Linked DNA regions of Anas platyrhynchos: region 1 is linked to region 2. The links are chromatin contacts, called in public Hi-C maps. All regions are on one chromosome and are shown on one strand. The core of a region is the stretch at or near the end of the contact, and the rest is flanking DNA. Distances in the headings are between cores, read along the strand shown.

Region 1 (3,615 bases), core at 187-2,686, 110 kb before region 2:
TGAAGTTCATAAGCACATTCCAGAAGTACTGGAGTGAGAACGTATTGGCAAAACCACCTGCACAAACATGTGCATCTCTGGCCTCACTCTTCCTTCCCCCCCAGGTGCAGGTGGGGCATCATTTAGAGATTTCTTGCCAGAACTTTGAGTTTCCCACTTCATTAGGCTACCTGCATTAAGTCTTGGTAAAGAGAAAGAACCTTGTAGGTTCACTCAGGTCAGCCAAACACCTCTGCCACTCCGCAGTGTGATGTGTGGCACCTCTCATGTTGCTAAAACACCACTGCCATCATCCCAGAGCTGAATGCATGTCACCTGCCACAACACCTAAAATAGCTTTTTAGATACATACAGAATATGCTCCAACAACCTGAACACAAGACTGATGGTAGCTACTCCATCTGACACACTGACTCTGAAAAGCTTCATGAGTAAGTCAGCCCAACTCTCCAACTTAATAGTTTTCAACCAAAACCAACAAACAAGCCACTTCTCACAGGTGCTGTGGGTATGTACAGGTTCTGTAAAGATAACAAGGATTATATATGCTAGAATATTTCTGTTGTTTCTTGAAAAGACCAAACAGATGGGAAGTAAAAAAAAAGAGAGAGAGAACGTATTTATTTAAAGCAAGCAAGAAAAAATAAACATAGTCCAACTTACATATTCCTGCGTAAAGTCTATGAGGTTTTGCAAATCAATGTCATCTCGGTATGCTCTGATGTTGTTGTTTATAAAGAAATAAAGCTGGTCCTTGATCCAGTCTTTGAAAACAAACGCTAGAACACCAGCAGTGAGCTCCAAGAAGAAAATAATTCCAAGAAACACAGAAAACTATGAAGAAAAAGAAAGAGGTTTGAATTATTTTGCCTTCTGGCCAAAAATTTATTTTTCAAGGCTCCCAATTATATCTGGTGGTAGGGCTTTGTTTCAGTGCAAGCTCAAGCTATTCCGGCACACAATACACTTTAAATTTAAAATACACCATTTTTAATTAGAGCTGTAGTACAGGACTCTTAATTCTATTCTAGCAAATAATAAAAATGCCAATGAATTCAAACTTTGGCACCCAGAGCAGGACATTTCACTGGAATTTCCAAAGAGGCCCAAGGGAGTTCACTGTAAATTTCAACAGAGATGGCCACCTGCCAGGGCTCTCTGAAAACTCATCTTAAATTTCTGTGTAGGCACTCCCATTTTCAAAGGCAAAGAACAAACAATAAAGCCAATGAAATGCTTTCTGAGTGACTTTTTCCTTAGACTTCCTCACTGGTAAAGCTTTGCCTAAGCGGGTAAAGCAAAAAAAAAAAATAAATAAAAAAAAAAATTGGTAACAGCAGAAATTAATTAATGATTAAGTCAGAGAGGAATGTCTATGGAATGACTCACATCCACATTAAAACCAAATGAGGCTGTGATGATTAATGCAAATGCAATGGATGCCAAAGGCATTACTAATGATCTGCCACTTTCTCTAAGCATCTCCACTGAGCCCACAGTGTTTTAAACAGACAGGGGTCCTCATCTACTGGAAGTCCATCTCTTTTGCAACTGCCTCTTTAAGTTTCTTTTTAATATGCTCTCTGTGTTTGTTCAGATGCATTTTTAATTTCTCCATCAGCTGCCGTATAGGAAGCTATTTCTGGTACAGCAGATGGGTTCATTTTAGGCAAGCTGAGAGAAGCAAGGCAGAAGAAAAAAAAAAATGTTACAATAGCTTTTCTTTCCTTTTTTTTTTTTTTTTTTTTTTTTTTAAAGCAAGAGCAAACTAGAACTATCCCAAGCTGCTTTAAAAATGCCTCAAGAATCGTAACTGTCAACCGCCTCCTCCTGCAATACAATGAGTTTGTGGGAGCCAAATCAGGCACTTGAAGGCAGCTGTTTCACTGGAACCCTTTTTGTGTATATCAGCAGTTAATGGCTATGAAAACACAGACTCAAGGTTCACCATGCAGATTCCTAGCTGAAATTTCTCTTGTAGCAGCAGGAAGGCAAAATGTTAGGCTATGTCCACACGAAAAGCTGTAGTTCAGAGAGCAGTACTCTCATCAGGAGCACATCCCGCCCCCCAAAAGGCATTTTAAGGCCTTTACACAGCTAAGCAGGAATACAGAAGGTGACTTACGCCATGTAACCAGTGAGTGCCACAGTTGCAAAGGCTACTTACAAACTTGAGAAGGAAGGTGTTTTCTCGCAAAGCTCCAATGCATCCTGCAAATCCCAAAATGAACATAACTCCTCCTACCACGAGGAAGAGCCAAACTGGATCAAAGCCTCCCAGGTCGGTGATGGAGGAGATGTTGGACAGCACTCCCTGGGAAAGAAACAATGCCAAGGTATAACAGATGTCTTCAAACTTTCTGTTGTACAAATTCGGCTTGCATTTCTCCTTTTTAAAAAGGGAGAGGCATACAGCAAATAAATGTCCTTCAGTACAACAAGAAAACACAATAAGATCTTTGCATCCAATGAAGAGATGAAAAGGGCGAGTAAGTAGAGTATTTCTGAATCAACACCTGGAATGGAAAACAAAACGTGCTTCTAGAGTCTTCTGCAAAAAGCCCACAGGGCATTTTGCTGCATCTGTAGCCAGAAGAATTAGTCTGCCAGAAAGTAAGAATAGACATTCGAATAAAATTTACCTCAATTTTATTACCCATGGGGAGGTATCATATACGTTGTTTATGTAAGCACACAGTTATAAATGTTCTGATAGAAAAATCAGTCAACAGCAAGCACATCTTGAATTTAGCATTTAGGCTCACTACATGCAAGTGACAGAAATTAGAAGTGAGCTCCTAGGTTAACTGCAGCATTTTGCAGCAACAGATTTTGACAAGCTCGATTAAAACTTCAGTCATCTACACATCAAAAAGTCACGATATAAGTATGGCTACTGACTAATCAGTTAGCTGGAAGAAAAACTGAAATTAGTGTTAAGTCTCTTAGAAGGACAGAAGGCAGTTCAAGGACTTGTCTTAGGAGGCGGTTTGCACTAGCTTAGGTCATACCTATCATATGGTAGATTACATATGCTGTATTTTAGATATGACAGTCAGCACGGTCTGCTTGTAATGCCATTGCCTCCTCAGAAATGGAGCTTGGGTTGCGACGCCAGTAGTCCCAAGGAACTATTTTATTTTTCTGAACACATTTTAACCAGAGTTTGGCTGATGTTGAACAGATGGGTCACGTCAAGGAGCAAACACAAAGTTTTCCTTATTCCAGTGAGCTTGCACAGGAACAGTTACAATTTCCCAAAGCTTTTTGGCAGCAAAAAAGCTGAAGTATCACTATTTCTTCATTCAACTCCCTGGTGCCATAGGTCGATGCAAAGCACGCTGCTGTAGTGGACGTTTCTCCATGTATTCTCTCAGAGAAGCCTGAGCCCACGCTGAGTGCTTTGGACTACTTTTCTCTCTGTTAACTCCTGAATGAGCTGTGGTTTGAAAAGCAACAACACAAACCTTCTCCTCTACAGCTCTGTATCTGCAGATTTATTCTCAAGTACTTCATCCTTTTTCTTGTTCCTGTCCGTACTCCCTTTGCTTCTTTGAAAGGCTCCCACAACAGCTATAGTTCTGAAGGATGTTATCATAGCATCATTTCCAAAAG
Region 2 (3,801 bases), core at 1,241-3,740:
GACTAAGTCTGAAGTTCAACCTGACCTGCATTTCCTTTACATACTGTCTGTCACTAATACAAAATAAATACCTTTCAGCATAAATTGTATTTCAGGAGCTATTTTGAACTTCCTACAATGCCCAGGCTCTATGCCACTGTTTGTAACCCCTCAGAAGTCATATTATTTCGTTTAAAGACAGAGCGGGCTAGCTTTGAGCCCTGCCTATTGATGGTTAGTTGCACAAACAAGCACTTTTCAAGCTATCCGTAACTTGAGTTTCACCTGCATACCTTAGCCTTGAAACGGGGAACCAAGTTCGTAAGACCTGCACTTGCCCAGGTGTAAAGGTAACTGTCACAGAGCAAAGCAAACAGGCACAATGCCCACTTCCAGCACGAGCGATAAGGGATCAGGTGCTCCCACCCGAGTTACTTCCACGCAATTTATCCCCACTTGCAACTTAGCCCTGCACGGCTACGTTTTAGAGTCACCTTTGGTAAACTGCTGTTTACTAAAGCGTTATTACTGGTTTTCTTGTTGACTTTGTGGACCTCTGCACGCTGTTATCTTATCACATTCAATCCCCAAAGGCTACAAATGCAAGCACACTAACAGGACACATTTCTGCATATTCTAGCAAATTAATCTGGAATCATCTTAAAAGAGCAACCACCTGGATAGCACAAGATAAGCGGACAGCCTTAACCTTTCAGTTTTGCAGAGGTTCAAGTCTTCCTTTCCTTGCACCCTGTGCAGTGGGCTTATATTTACCTAGAACAACCTTCCTGTTCTTCCCAACTTCCACGGAAGTCTTTACAGTACCCTAACCTCGATTCTCAATATTCCTAAATAGTTTCAATAGTTTTTTCCAGCCTCTTAACCGGACATAAAATGCATGCTACATTTGAGAACACGCGAGTTCTATACACATCGCTGATTTGAGCAGGACCCTGCATTTAAAAAGAAATGCATTAATGAGTATTCTGCATTAGCAGAGACACATCTCACACTAGGGAAGCATCACACAGGGCTAAGAGGGACAGCTGATACTGCCCTTTTCTTTCACTCCCTAGCCTATTTTCCCCTTTAACTTAATTAGAGAATCGAGGTTACCTTGCAGTTGCACGGAATACTTCTTGCAATGACTTCTATCACGTTTGCTAAAAAAGACTTCTCTACAAACCTAGGTCCAGATTTTGAAGGTCTGCAAGAACGCTCCCTATGATCACAGGGTAATCAGATCCCTAAACACACACACACACAACTGAAAATCACACAGGATTTATGCAACATCAAGCATCTATAATCTCAGTTACAATGTAGGTCTAACTTGAAGCGTAGGTAGGAGACTTGTGAGCCACCTGAAAGGATAATAAACAGAAATTATTTAAGTAAATTTGAAAATAAACAAGTACGGCTGATATTTATTTAAGTCGAGTATATTTTGAACAAAGCAGAATATTCAGAGGTGTTACGAAGTGTTTCCCTATCCTCTAGCTTTACTGGGGCAGCACAGCAACTACCACACAATAAAGTGGATCTGGGGAAGCAAACTTGTTGGGAAACGGTTTGGTAAAATTAGTTATTTGGGGCTAGATAAGGCGCCGGGCCTGATTTGATATATGATCACGGGCTTGTGCAAAAATTAATGAATAGTTGAGAATAGTGAATAGTGAACAGAGAATAGTGTGGAGAGAGGCTCCCAGGCCAAGAAGAGTCAAAGCCATGCCTTTAGTGCCACTTCAATTACTCAGGGCCACCAAACTCCCACCTGCCGAGCTCCCAGCTGGCACAAAGGCTCCGCTGACCCCGGGGTCGCGTTTTGGGCACACCACCAAGCGCTGGAGCCCGGCGGGCGAGCAGGGGAAGGGCGCTGCTGGCCACTTCACCCCCCCGCGGTGCGGCCTTGGTCAACTGTCAGGCCATTTACCAACACCGCGACACTTCCACCTCCCTCGCAAGTAAAAACTGGGCGATTTTTATTTATTAAAGGCGAGAAAACCACGAGAACCAACCGGCCAGAGCGCAGCACCGCCTCCCTCACAAAAGATAGTGGATTTTTACACATGAACAGCAGCAGCAGAGCCCCCACCCCCCTCCCTCCACCCCCAGCTGCCCCCACCCCGGGGTGCCCACAGACAGCTGGGGGGGGACCCCGACTCGAAGCCCTCCCCCCCCAATCCCCGTCCCGCTGCCATGAGGGGCCGCCCGCCCTCCCGCCCGCCTCAACATGGCCACCCCCGCCGCGCCGCGTGAGCCGCCCGGCGCCGCCCGCGCCCCACAGCCCCGGGTGCCAGCGCGGCGAAGCGAGGACAAGCAGGGGATGAGGAGAAAGAGGAGAAAAAGGAGGAGAAAGGCGAGGAGGAGGAGGATGAAGGGGGGGGGGGGGGAGGCGCGCGGCGGCGCAGCGCTCACCGGCTCCACGGTCGCCATCTTAGGTCGGTCCGGCCGCACCAGCGCCGCGGGGCGGGGAAGGGAAGGGAGGGAGGGGGGGGGGAGGAGGGAATCCGGCCATGCGATTGGCTGGCCGGCGTCACGTGGGCCCGGCGGCCGTTCAGGGGATGGGAGGGGAGGATGGCGCCGCCGGGCGCGGCGCGGTGGCTGATGGGAGTTGTAGGCGTGGGGAGAGGCGGCCCCCCGGGGCTGAGGGGGGGGGAGGGATTTGGGAGCCCCCCGTGAGGCGGTCGCTGTCTCAAATCGCTGAGGGAAGGGCAGCTCGGTGCTCTGCATCGCCTGCTGCTCTTGTTCTGTGTGCCCCGGTTGTTTTGTGTGTTGTTTTGTGCTGCTTTTCGCTGCCCCACATGGATGCGCGGCAGCGTGGTGCGGCTCGCTGCATGGTCACTGCTGTTGGAGGAGACCTCCGGGATCTGCTCCAACCGTCTCCTACCACCAATAATATCACCAACACCAATAATATCACCTACCACCAATAACACCATGTCCCCAAGCACCACATCCAACCTCTCCTTGAACACCCCCAGGGACGGTGACCCCACCACCTCCCCAGACAACCCGTCCCAATGCCTGAGTGCTCCTTCTGAGGAGAAATGTCTCCTCATTGCCAACCCAAACCTCCCACAGCACAACTTGAGGCTGTTCCCTCCGGTCTCATCACTATTTATCTCTGAGAGGAGGCCGAGGTGTGCTGGAGGAGGGAAGGGAGGAGTGCTGTCCACCCAAAGAACAAGCCAGCTTTGACAAGGGTGCTGGATGCTTAAAAGTTAGGAATAAGCTGGCAAGCCCTGGACACCCAGTCCGATCCCCTAGATCAGGGACTTGGTCAAAGCTTGCTGCAGCCCGTGTGTCACAGCAGCAGAAGCCAGCAATGTCCAGCCATTTCATCCCAGCACAGAAATGCAACCCAGGGTGTGTGCCGGCGGGGAAGGCACAGGCACACAACGCTACCAGCTGAGCACTTTGCTGGCAGATGAAGCACAGAAAATCACGGCTGGCAGACACGTGTCTCTGTCTGGCACAAAACAGGCTCTCCGCAGTAATTCAGAGTGCCAGGAATCGTGCCTAGCTCCACAGACATGCCTGCATGGGGGCAAGGGCTGCCAGGGCACTGCATCCCTTAAGGACAGCTCCCGTCAGCTCCCGCCCTCCTGGGGACATTGGTCTTTGCATCCCTAAGCCCCTCAGGCAGTTTAAAGCACTGCGAGGCACACTGGGGCATGCTGTCCTCCAGCCAAATGTCTACCGCTTGGTGGGCCACTGAGCATTTTGGGTTTTAGCTGAGGTCATGCTTGCACATAGTGGCCTTAAAGATGTGTCGTCTTCCCTTGGTGTCTGAAACTAGAGGCAGGCCGACATCCAGCA

Evidence for each region. A called contact is a pair of places that touch in the nucleus more often than the background predicts.
Region 1: a contact with region 2 is called in a Hi-C map of skeletal muscle, with 1.9 times the contacts expected there. The contact joins the enhancer-like site here to the promoter of EIF4E in region 2. A contact is called at or near these places in 2 of 8 Hi-C or Micro-C datasets (skeletal muscle and subcutaneous adipose tissue).

The regions. Positions count from the first base shown.
Region 1 is chr4:10,977,017-10,980,631 of IASCAAS_PekinDuck_T2T, reverse strand. TSPAN5 (tetraspanin 5) reads right to left here. Exons shown (of 8, transcript XM_027457262.3): 3 at 2,168-2,314; 4 at 664-834. Among named protein-coding and RNA genes, the nearest start is that of TSPAN5, 63 kb to the right of the region's middle. Within about 2 kb of position 1,436, at least 2 of the 8 cell types and tissues checked have an H3K27ac peak or open chromatin away from gene starts, as enhancers often do.
Region 2 is chr4:10,870,027-10,873,827 of IASCAAS_PekinDuck_T2T, reverse strand. It overlaps EIF4E (eukaryotic translation initiation factor 4E), which reads right to left and starts at 2,490. Exons shown (of 7, transcript XM_038179007.2): 1 at 2,398-2,490. The coding sequence starts at 2,415.